Regions from separate parts of the Triticum aestivum genome. Here region 2 is linked to region 1. Evidence: chromatin contacts called from public Hi-C data. All regions are on one chromosome and are shown on one strand. Each heading gives the region's core, a stretch centred on a gene start, on an enhancer-like site or on the middle of the called end of the contact. The rest is flanking DNA. Distances are from core to core; before and after follow the strand shown.

Region 1 (4,537 bases), core at 1,640-4,139:
TGTTCTTCAAGACATCAAGGGGCTCTTCTTTATTGAGCAAGAGTGGATCAACCTCAGCGTTGCTCCCTGAAATATCATTAGCCTCATCTTCCACATTCAGCGTTTGATAATTCGGACCATTGTTCCCTGACTGTGATAAACCCTGAACCTCATCCTCAATAATCTCATTGCTGGCATCACAAACCTTGCCTGCCTTGGATGGGGACTTGCAGACCTCATTGTTCTGAACCAGTGGAATATCAGAAGTCTCGTCTTCATTGGTCAATGGTTGAGAACCCTCATCATTGTTCTCCAAGATATCAAGGGACTCTTCTTTATTGGGCAAGAGTGGATCAACCTCAGCGTTGCTCCCTGGAATATCATTAGCCTCATCTTCCACATTCAGCGTTTGATAATCCGGACCATTGTTCCCTGACTGTGATAAACCCTGAACCTCACCCTCAGTAATCTCATTGTTGGCATCACAAACCTTGCCTTCCATGGATGGGGACTTGCAGGCCTCGTTGTTCTGAACCAGTGGAATATCACAAGTCTCATCTTCATTGGTCAATGGTTGATAAGCATCATCATTGTTCTCCGACACGTCAAGAGCTTCATCTTTATTGGGAAAGGGTTGATAGCCCTCACCATTGTTCCCTGAAACTTCATGACCTTCATCTTCCACGACCAAAGGTTGATAATTCAGTCCATTGTTCTCTGACCGTGGTGGCACACTCTGAACCTCGTCTTCATTGGTCAATGCAGCACAGTTGCTCTGAACCAGTGGAATGTCACAAGTCTTGTCTTCATTGGTCAATGGTTGATAAGCATCATCATTGTTCACCGACACATCAAGAGCATTGGTCAATGCAACACAGGTCTGGCCTTCATTAACAGAGACATGGAGGCTTTCATGTTCATTAACTGGGATGTCATGTGACCCATCCTTCAAAATTGACACCTCCCGAAGCTCCTCCAAAGCCTCTGATGGATGTTCAGAATCAAACTTAACCTTTTCCTGTGATATGTATAAACCATCCAAAATGCCAGATTCCCACACCTCGCCACCGCGGCTGAGGTCGCCACTCGAGCTCTCCCCAGGCCCCAAATGGAACTGCGGGTCACTTAGTTGCACATTCTCCATATTCTCCTCAGTTGAAGAAATGGGAGCAGTTAGAACACACCCGTTCACACTAACCAAAAGCATCTCTGAATTGCCCCCACCAGCTTGATTTGCCAAATCTTCTGCCTCCTCCAACTTGGAATAGCCATATGAATCAAACTCCTCTCCATTTTGTTCCTCCTGGTCCTCATTCAACTCTGGGCCGACCAACTGGCTGTAAAGTTCCCCGTCACTCTTACTACGCAGAGGAGTTTCAGGCTCGCTCGTAGCTTCTTCTGCAGCGGTTTCAGAGTCCTCACCGCCAGGCACGAGCTCCCGCATGAAGTAAGCCTGGCCAGAGTTGTCGAGCAGCATGTGGAAGCTGGCGTCCACGCCATTGACGGCGATGGTGACGACCTTCTCGTTACGCTTGAGAACACCCTGGAACTTGCCAAAGCGGACATACCAGGGCGTGCTGCGGTAGGAGCCGTCGGGCTGCTCAACCACGATGATGTCGACGGCGCCGCCGAAAGGGTGGAAGGGCGTGGCGACGGAGTACATGCCCTGCGAGAGGACACGCCCCACCCCGCGCCCCACCATCCCCACCACGTCCATCTCTGCACGAGCCCTCGATCGCACGCATCAAACACTCACCGATCTGCTCGATTCGTCCAATTGCTTCATCAATTTCTGCAATCAAATGAACATAAGTAGTATACGATTTCTATCCGTACTCCCCCGCGCAGCAAATAAATCCGTCAGAGAGTGGATGGATTGGTGGGAAGATTAAACCAGAACAAGACTCGAGTAACAATCCAAGCAAGTTAGGGTTCGCCACCAACCGAGGGAAAATCAATCCGAGCCCGGGTACGGACAGATCTCGACTCCACGGCAGGCCAGGTCAGTGGAGCGGGCGAGGACGTGGGCGATACCACCGAGGTGGCGCGCGTGCTTGGGTGGAACAAAGGCGGCGGCGAAGGCCAATTGAGGCTGCGGGGGGGACGGAAGGGGGAAGGGGAGAAGAAGAGGCCGGGCCGGAGTGCGGGTGTTTTTCAGAGAAGTTTCCCGAGCTGTTCTCGCAGGATATTATGGAAAAATATACTATAAACGTGTCGGGCCTTTTTTTGCAGTTTCTCTTCAGTCTTTGGTATTATTTCGTGATATAATTGCTGGTAATATTGGCATTTGAATTCGAACTTCCAAGTGTCCTGAGATCTATATATAGCTCGAACATTATCGCCACAAATAACAATTAATGAAAAAACTCGTGCTGCTCGTGAGCTGACTCATGAAGACATTCAAACAGAAACCTGCTTCAAAAACAAGCAGAAAATGCTGCTACTCCTATACAGGGGTCCAAAAACCTGCGCGCATTTTCCAGACCTCGGTTACCCAAATTAGTACTTTAGCGCGCATGCCCATCATCGATTCCCAGACGAGGCAAAACCCACAGACCTCCCGATTCCCAAACCCAGAAGAACAGTCGCCTTCCTTCCTTCGGCAGGGAAAGCTCGGCGAAACTCACGCCGCGAGCAGTAAAAACGGGACGCGAAGTTTCCTTCCCGGATGAAAAAGGGGACAAAAACAAATGCCAAATCGAACTGGATCCAAATCATCATCTAGTAATCCGAGAGGGAGCGCGGGGGGCGGGGACTCACCGCGACTGGGCTCGGCCGCTCGCCGCTTCTCTCCGGCGGGTCCGTTCGTTCGTCTGAGGGGCTTCGCGTCGCCGCTCGTGGGGTGGGGTCGCTCGCGCCGGCGTCGCGGGTCGCTGCGGGGGGTGGGAATTTGGGGGGAGACCGACGGGGGGTGAAAAGGGGAAGGGGATAGGCGGGCGTTGAGAGCCGCATTTATAAGTGAGCCCGTCCTCCGCACGCGGGGCGCACGTGGGCCGTCGCGGTCCGCCTCGCCAACTGAGCGCAGCTCGGTGTCGGGCTGACATATGGGGGCACGTGGGTGCCCGGGACCACGTGTCATGGAGAGAGGTAGGCGGACGGGTGGCCGCGGAGGAATGAACGAACATGCCGCCACGTCGCGCAGAGATCGTTGCAGCCGGAGAGTGATCGCCCAAGCTGCCTCTGCAGTTGTCGTCCGCGTCCTCATTTTAAAATCCGAATCATGAGATGCGTTGCTGAAGAACGAGACGTGAGGAAATTCTGAGCGTGAGAGGCTGCCAAGGTGGGCCTGGCAGGAGTTACGCGCCGCGGGGGCCCACCTGGCATGGTGTTGAAGGCGCTTTTTCGTCGCAGGAATAGTTGGTTGCTGGGCGTAATAAAGCCTGTGATGGCGTTGTCTTTTCTTGTTGCCCAACCGCATCTACCTAACCTGTTTAATTGTAGGAGTACTGGCAGTTTGACGTAGCATCAAAATTGCAAATTCTGGCTAAAATGTGCAAGTTACGAACACATATTCGTTTGACCGAGAAGGGCAGGCAGGGGTACAAGCGATTTGATCTCGGCTCGTGCTGTGCTGGAGTGCCAATCTCGGGAGAGGGGCATTTCCGGTACAGCCCCGGCCCGACCGTCGACGTCGCGGTGTGCGTCCGTACGTACGTGATCCATGCGCGGGGGCAAACGAAACGATGGCGTGCGGACCCTGCCCGCCACCACTTGACAAAGTGCGGTTATCCGGGCGAATATGCCTGGCCTCCAGAACGTACCGCCCGGTTGCTTTCCTCCCATCCCGTCATTCTCCTTCCATTTTCGGCCCATTCCGCCGGTGGTGCAAGTGCCGCCTGGTCTCTGCGCTTTTGCTGTACTCTACGCGCGCGGTGCCTTGTGGCGTGAAGCCAACGCGTTCGGGATAGTACGCGATTTGGTCTTGGTCTGCGTTTCCAGAAGCTCTCGGCGAGTTGGGGAGGGTGCGGTGCCGTAGCGTATAGCCGCGGACCAGCCACGGGCACACGACGACCGTGCGAGACACGACCACCGTGGTGGGTCTTTTCTTTTGCGATTTTCCACGAATAGTAGCGAGCGCGTCTCAAAAAAAGAAAAAAATTAGTAGCGAGCGAGTGGATGGAGGCGTGGTGTGGATAGACGAGACGGTAGTAGGATCCAACAGTGACTCAGGAATGATCGGGACGCACCGAGGGCCAGAGAACGAGAGGGGACCGCCGCGCGCAACCCTGCCGGTGACGAGACGAGACATCACGGCAACCGGCGTGGCGTACTAACGACTGTACAAGAGCGTAGTACGTGCGTGGGCAGTTGTTGGCAGATGCAGGCAGGAAATGTAAAGAATCCTTTGCTCTCACGCACGCTGTTGGTTGCTACCGGCCGTCTTCTGCTACAAGTTGAGGCTTTTATCGAGTGTTCAGGGGAACAAGGCGACCAAATTCGGTAAAAGAAAAGGCTTGGTGTCTTTTTTTCCCTGGCATTCTCGTGTGACCTGTTCGTTACACGAAACCATGAGACGGGTGAGCATTCTCACGCCTTGCCCAACTGAAAGTTCTTTATG
Region 2 (4,639 bases), core at 1,564-4,063, 310 kb after region 1:
CAAATACGTATTTCTAAATGGGCCAGCATATTATGTTATTGGGCCGGAATTTTCTTTGTAAAGCCTACAAATCACAACTTTTTCAAGCGAATTTTCACACGTTCATGTGGTACACATATATGTTTCCATGGGATATTTTTATAAAAATTTTGAAACTTTTAAATGGGCTTTTTGATTTTTTGAAAATACCCCCCACCATGGTGGTCGAGCACCAAAAGTCCGCACTCCAACAAGTCCCACTTATTAATCCAATGATTAATCACTAAAGACCATTGATGGTTAATGTCACCATTATTCTTTTCATTAACAAAGCTTACCAAGTTAAAAGTCCTCACTCGGTAGGGTTAGTCATCATTCCCCATGACGTCATGTAATTTAATCAGAAACTCTAACTTGTGTTTGGCATAAGCATAACCTTAAACAATCACAAGTGTCCACACAAAAATAACTTTTTACATTTTTAACTATAGTCCAAAGAGTAGAAGATTTGAATGTAATCCAATGGCTTCAATGGGGAGGAAGGAACAATGGAATTCATAAGATCTAGCTAACATTTTGCGGGACCAAGCCTCGGAACTAAATTGTAACATGATTGAATTCATGACAGATTTCGCTTTTATCTCAAACCTTAACATGCATCTCATGAGCGAATGGTTCCGCAACATCAATGCAATTAGGTAACACTTTTCCAGGGTTAGAATTAGCAAAATCAAGGCACTTAGATTACTCTAGGTCCACCAAGGACATGATAAGGTACATTCGTGCTCACACGAAACTACGAGGGAAAAGTACCTTATCCCTGCAAAGAACCAAAGACCACAGCACTAATAGCCAACCAGAAGCCAAACAAACACTTTGAATAACGTGTTTTCGTTTTCACACCGATAAGGGCATTTTTGGATCACAGGATTTGCAAAACAAAGGAATAGGAAAAATGAAGGATTTGGTTGTCATGACATAGCCAATCCTATTGAATTTAAAACCAGAGGAATGGGTAACAAAGAGCCTTTGGCTACACCATAGGAAACGTACAGGAATCCCATACAATACAATATTGTTATTTTCATGTCTGATGTTTCGAACGGCTAATGCAGTCCTGAAGTAGCCGTTAGCAGCAGCCAACAAGTGCATAAATAACCTGCTGCTTGCTTCTTTGTTCTCTGCAATGCATAGCTCCTTTCCTTGCCCACATTGCTTATATCATTTGTTGTCTGGACTCTATTCTTTCATCTTTCCCTTGCTGAAGAAACCAACAAGGTTAGTGTTCATCTCCTATTAGCAGAATAATACTTTCATGCTATTCAATCTACCATGATATTTACTGTTGGGCCCCTGCCATCAACAGTCCTCGCCGGCCAGGCGACCACCAACGCCACACCCGGTGCCTAGTTCCGGCAGGATCTGCCTCCCCCGCGCCATATCAGGCACCCCCTCCCTCGATCTATAAATAATTGCAAGGGAAGGAGATGGAGGGACTATGTGATGCGGGCTAACCAAGATGGGGCTGGTGCTGATCCCGTCGAACTCGACAAGGAAGGGGGGGTCTGAGGGCGAGGTGGTCGGCGTATCCGACGGTCACCGAGTCGCCGCCACTTCTGTCGGGGGATCTGACCTTGTCGCCTCTTCTTCCGGGAGTCGCGACCTCGCCGCCACTTTCGGTGCCTTTTTTATTTCCTTCCATAGCGGTGCGAGGTGTTTTTTTAGAGCTCTATGTGGTGTTTTCACATGAAGACGCATGGCTTTTTGGCGCGAGCACGCTGCTCGAGCGCTCTCTTTTCGCGCCAGGAATCTTTCGAAGAGGTCGGGCCTCAGGTGTAAATTCCTCAGGAATTGGCGCCTTCGAAACCCAATCCTGAGGGATTTTGAGAAGGCAATCATGTGATCCAAATGCATTCCGTAGGAAACAATCCTGAGGTTCACAATCCTGTGAAAATCCTATAAAGATCCTTCAATCCAAAGAAAGCCTAAAAAAGGAAGCGGAGTGGCAGCGTGTAGTACTTTTAGCGTAGATGAAGCGGGGGTTGTTTTTCGTTGATCTCGCCGACTTACTCCAAAACCTCTGTGAAACGGGGTACAAAACTTAGAACCACCCAGTTGTGTTGAATCAAAGCCATGTGGGAGAGTATGGGCAGGCGAGAAAGGATTTCTTAAAGTGATGATTCATACTACCTCTATTAGTCCCTCTTGCATTTTGGGTTAAACTTTAACCTTTGACTTAACTATCAAAAAATTAAGTTCTATACCACAAAAATAGTAGCATCGACTTCCAAATATGAATCCAACAAAATAACTTTTGGGACATACGATTTTATTTCATTGTCAAATTTGTGGTCAAAATTTGGCATAAAATATGAAAGGGGCCAGTAAACTCATACGAAGGCCCAGTCAAAAAAAACCATACGAAGGTAGTACTACAAGAATAGGTGGATGTAAAAAGAAACAGTTTTGCTAGAACTCATCTAGATGAGATATAGTTTGGTCTCGTTCATCTTTTATAGCCATTGGATGTGATGCTATAAGATGCGTGTGCTGACGTGGGTTGTATCTGTTTTTGTTTTCAAGATGAATGAGACCAAATTATATCTCATCTAAATGAGTTCTGGGCACTCAAAAAAAATGGCACTTAGTGGATCTCAAATTCTCATAATGCTACACAAGCCGTTCAGTCGTCCTCAGTGTGACCCCGAAGTGTAAAAAAACTTTCCCATCGCACCGTCGGCTACGACTGCCCAAGTCAACCTCCTACCGAACTCTCACCAATCGCGAGGCACATCCAACCCCCGCGCTTCCGCCACATAAGACGGCCGTGCTCCGCTGCCCCGCTCCACCCACCGCCCACGCGCACACCGACACACTCCCACGCATTCCGCCCCCCACAGGCCACAGATCTCGCCATGGCCGACGCCGGAGCTCGCCACCTCCTGCTGCTGCTCCTCGCCGCCGCGGGGGTCCTCCTCCTCGCCTCCCCCGCCGCGGCGGAGATCCGGGCGGAGTCCTTCCGGGAGGACCCGCGCCACACCATCCTGTTCGAGAAGTTCGGCTTCTCCAAGACCGGGGCCGTCCGCATCATCCTCTCCGGCGCCGCCGTCTCCTCCTCCTTCGCGCGGGCGGACCCCAAGCAGATCGGCTTCTTCCTCCTCGCCGACGAGTCCCTCCTGCAGGCCGCCTCCGAGTCGCGGCCGCCGGCGGAGAAGCGCGCGGAGCCGGACGACCCAACCGGCGCCGACGAGCCCGACCTGTCCGGCTGCGTCCTCTCCAGCCCCTACGTCAAGAAGCTCTTCACCTTCCACGACATGGAGGGCGGGCACTACAACAAGTCCTTCCCGGTCACCCACCCCGACGAGTACAGCCTCTACTTCGCGAACTGCGCGCCGGAGTCGCTCGTCTCCATGAACGTCCGCACCGAGATGTACAACGCCAACCCGGACGGCTCCAAGGACTACCTCCCCGTCGGCCAGGCGCCCGTCCCGGCCATCTACGGCTTCTTCGCCTTCGGCTACGCCGCGTTCCTCGCCGGCTGGGCCTACCTCACGCTCTCCCGCGACCGCGTGGCGGCCAACCAAATCCACCACCTCATGTCCGCGCTCCTCGTGGCGCGCCTGCTCTACTGCCTCTCGGCCGCCGAGGACCAGCACTACATCCGCGTCACCGGCACGCCGCACGGCTGGGACGTGGCCTTCTACCTCTTCCAGCTCATCAAGGGCGTCATCCTCTTCGCGGTCATCGTGCTGGTCGGCACGGGCTGGTCCTTCCTGAGGCCCTTCCTGCAGGACCGGGAGAAGAAGGTGCTCATGGTGGTGATCCCGCTGCAGGTCATGGCCAACATCGCCGACGCGGTCATCGGGGAGACCGGGCCGTTCATGCAGAGCTGGGTGACATGGAACCAGATCTTGCTGTTCGTCGACGTCGCCTGCTGCTGCGCCGTGCTCTTCCCGGTCGTCTGGTCCATGCGGTCGCTCCGGGAGACGTCCAAGACCGACGGCAAGGCGGCGCGGAATCTGTCCAAGCTCACTCTGTTCCGGCAGTTCTACACCGTGGTGATTGGGTACCTGTACTTCACCAGGATCGTGGTGTTTGCGCTCAGGACTATTGCCAGTTACCAGTACCGGTGGGTGAGCATCCTGGCCGAGGAAGTGGCATCAATGGCGTTCTACATGTACATGTTCTACACATTCAGGCCGGCCGAGAGGAGCAAGTACTTCTCTCTGGACGACGACGATGAGGAGGCCGCGGAGATGGTGCTCCGGGAAGAGGAATTCGAGCTCTGAACATTTGTAATTTTCCGCAACAATGCCGTGAGCTGCAATTGCGCCTTGATTGCTCTCTTGGTAACCTGTTTATCTGATCTGATCTCCCCTCTTGAGACTTTAGCACACTATTTATACAGATACCAGGTAGCAGGTATAGCTCATCGTCTTGTATGTACCGCAGGGCTGTAAGATTATATTTGTTCCTCTTCCCTTGTAGCTTCAAATTTTGCCGATGAGACGCAGGATACTAAACTGGATACGTGCAAAGAGGTTCTTGCTTGAAAAGTGCATAGGGAATTAACTGAGCAGGTGTTACTGTTCAGGCAATGTTTGAAATTTGCTGCATTTTTTGTGTGGTAATCAGTCATTTCATTCTTTGACCATTGCTG

What was found. A called contact is a pair of places that touch in the nucleus more often than the background predicts.
Region 2: a contact with region 1 is called in a Hi-C map of leaf, with 5 times the contacts expected there. The contact joins the promoter of LOC123182282 here to the promoter of LOC123182280 in region 1. A contact is called at or near these places in 2 of 5 Hi-C or Micro-C datasets (both in leaf) and 1 of 1 datasets of contacts at active chromatin or transcription factors (leaf).

Annotation. Positions count from the first base shown.
Region 1 is chr1D:386,694,243-386,698,779 of IWGSC CS RefSeq v2.1, forward strand. LOC123182280 (phosphatidate phosphatase PAH1) reads right to left here and starts at 2,890. Exons shown (of 11, transcript XM_044594797.1): 1 at 2,740-2,890; 2 at 1-1,771. The coding sequence starts at 1,696.
Region 2 is chr1D:387,008,358-387,012,996 of IWGSC CS RefSeq v2.1, forward strand. It overlaps LOC123182282 (protein CANDIDATE G-PROTEIN COUPLED RECEPTOR 7), which reads left to right and starts at 2,814. Exons shown (of 1, transcript XM_044594798.1): 1 at 2,814-4,595. The coding sequence starts at 2,895. The coding sequence ends at 4,268.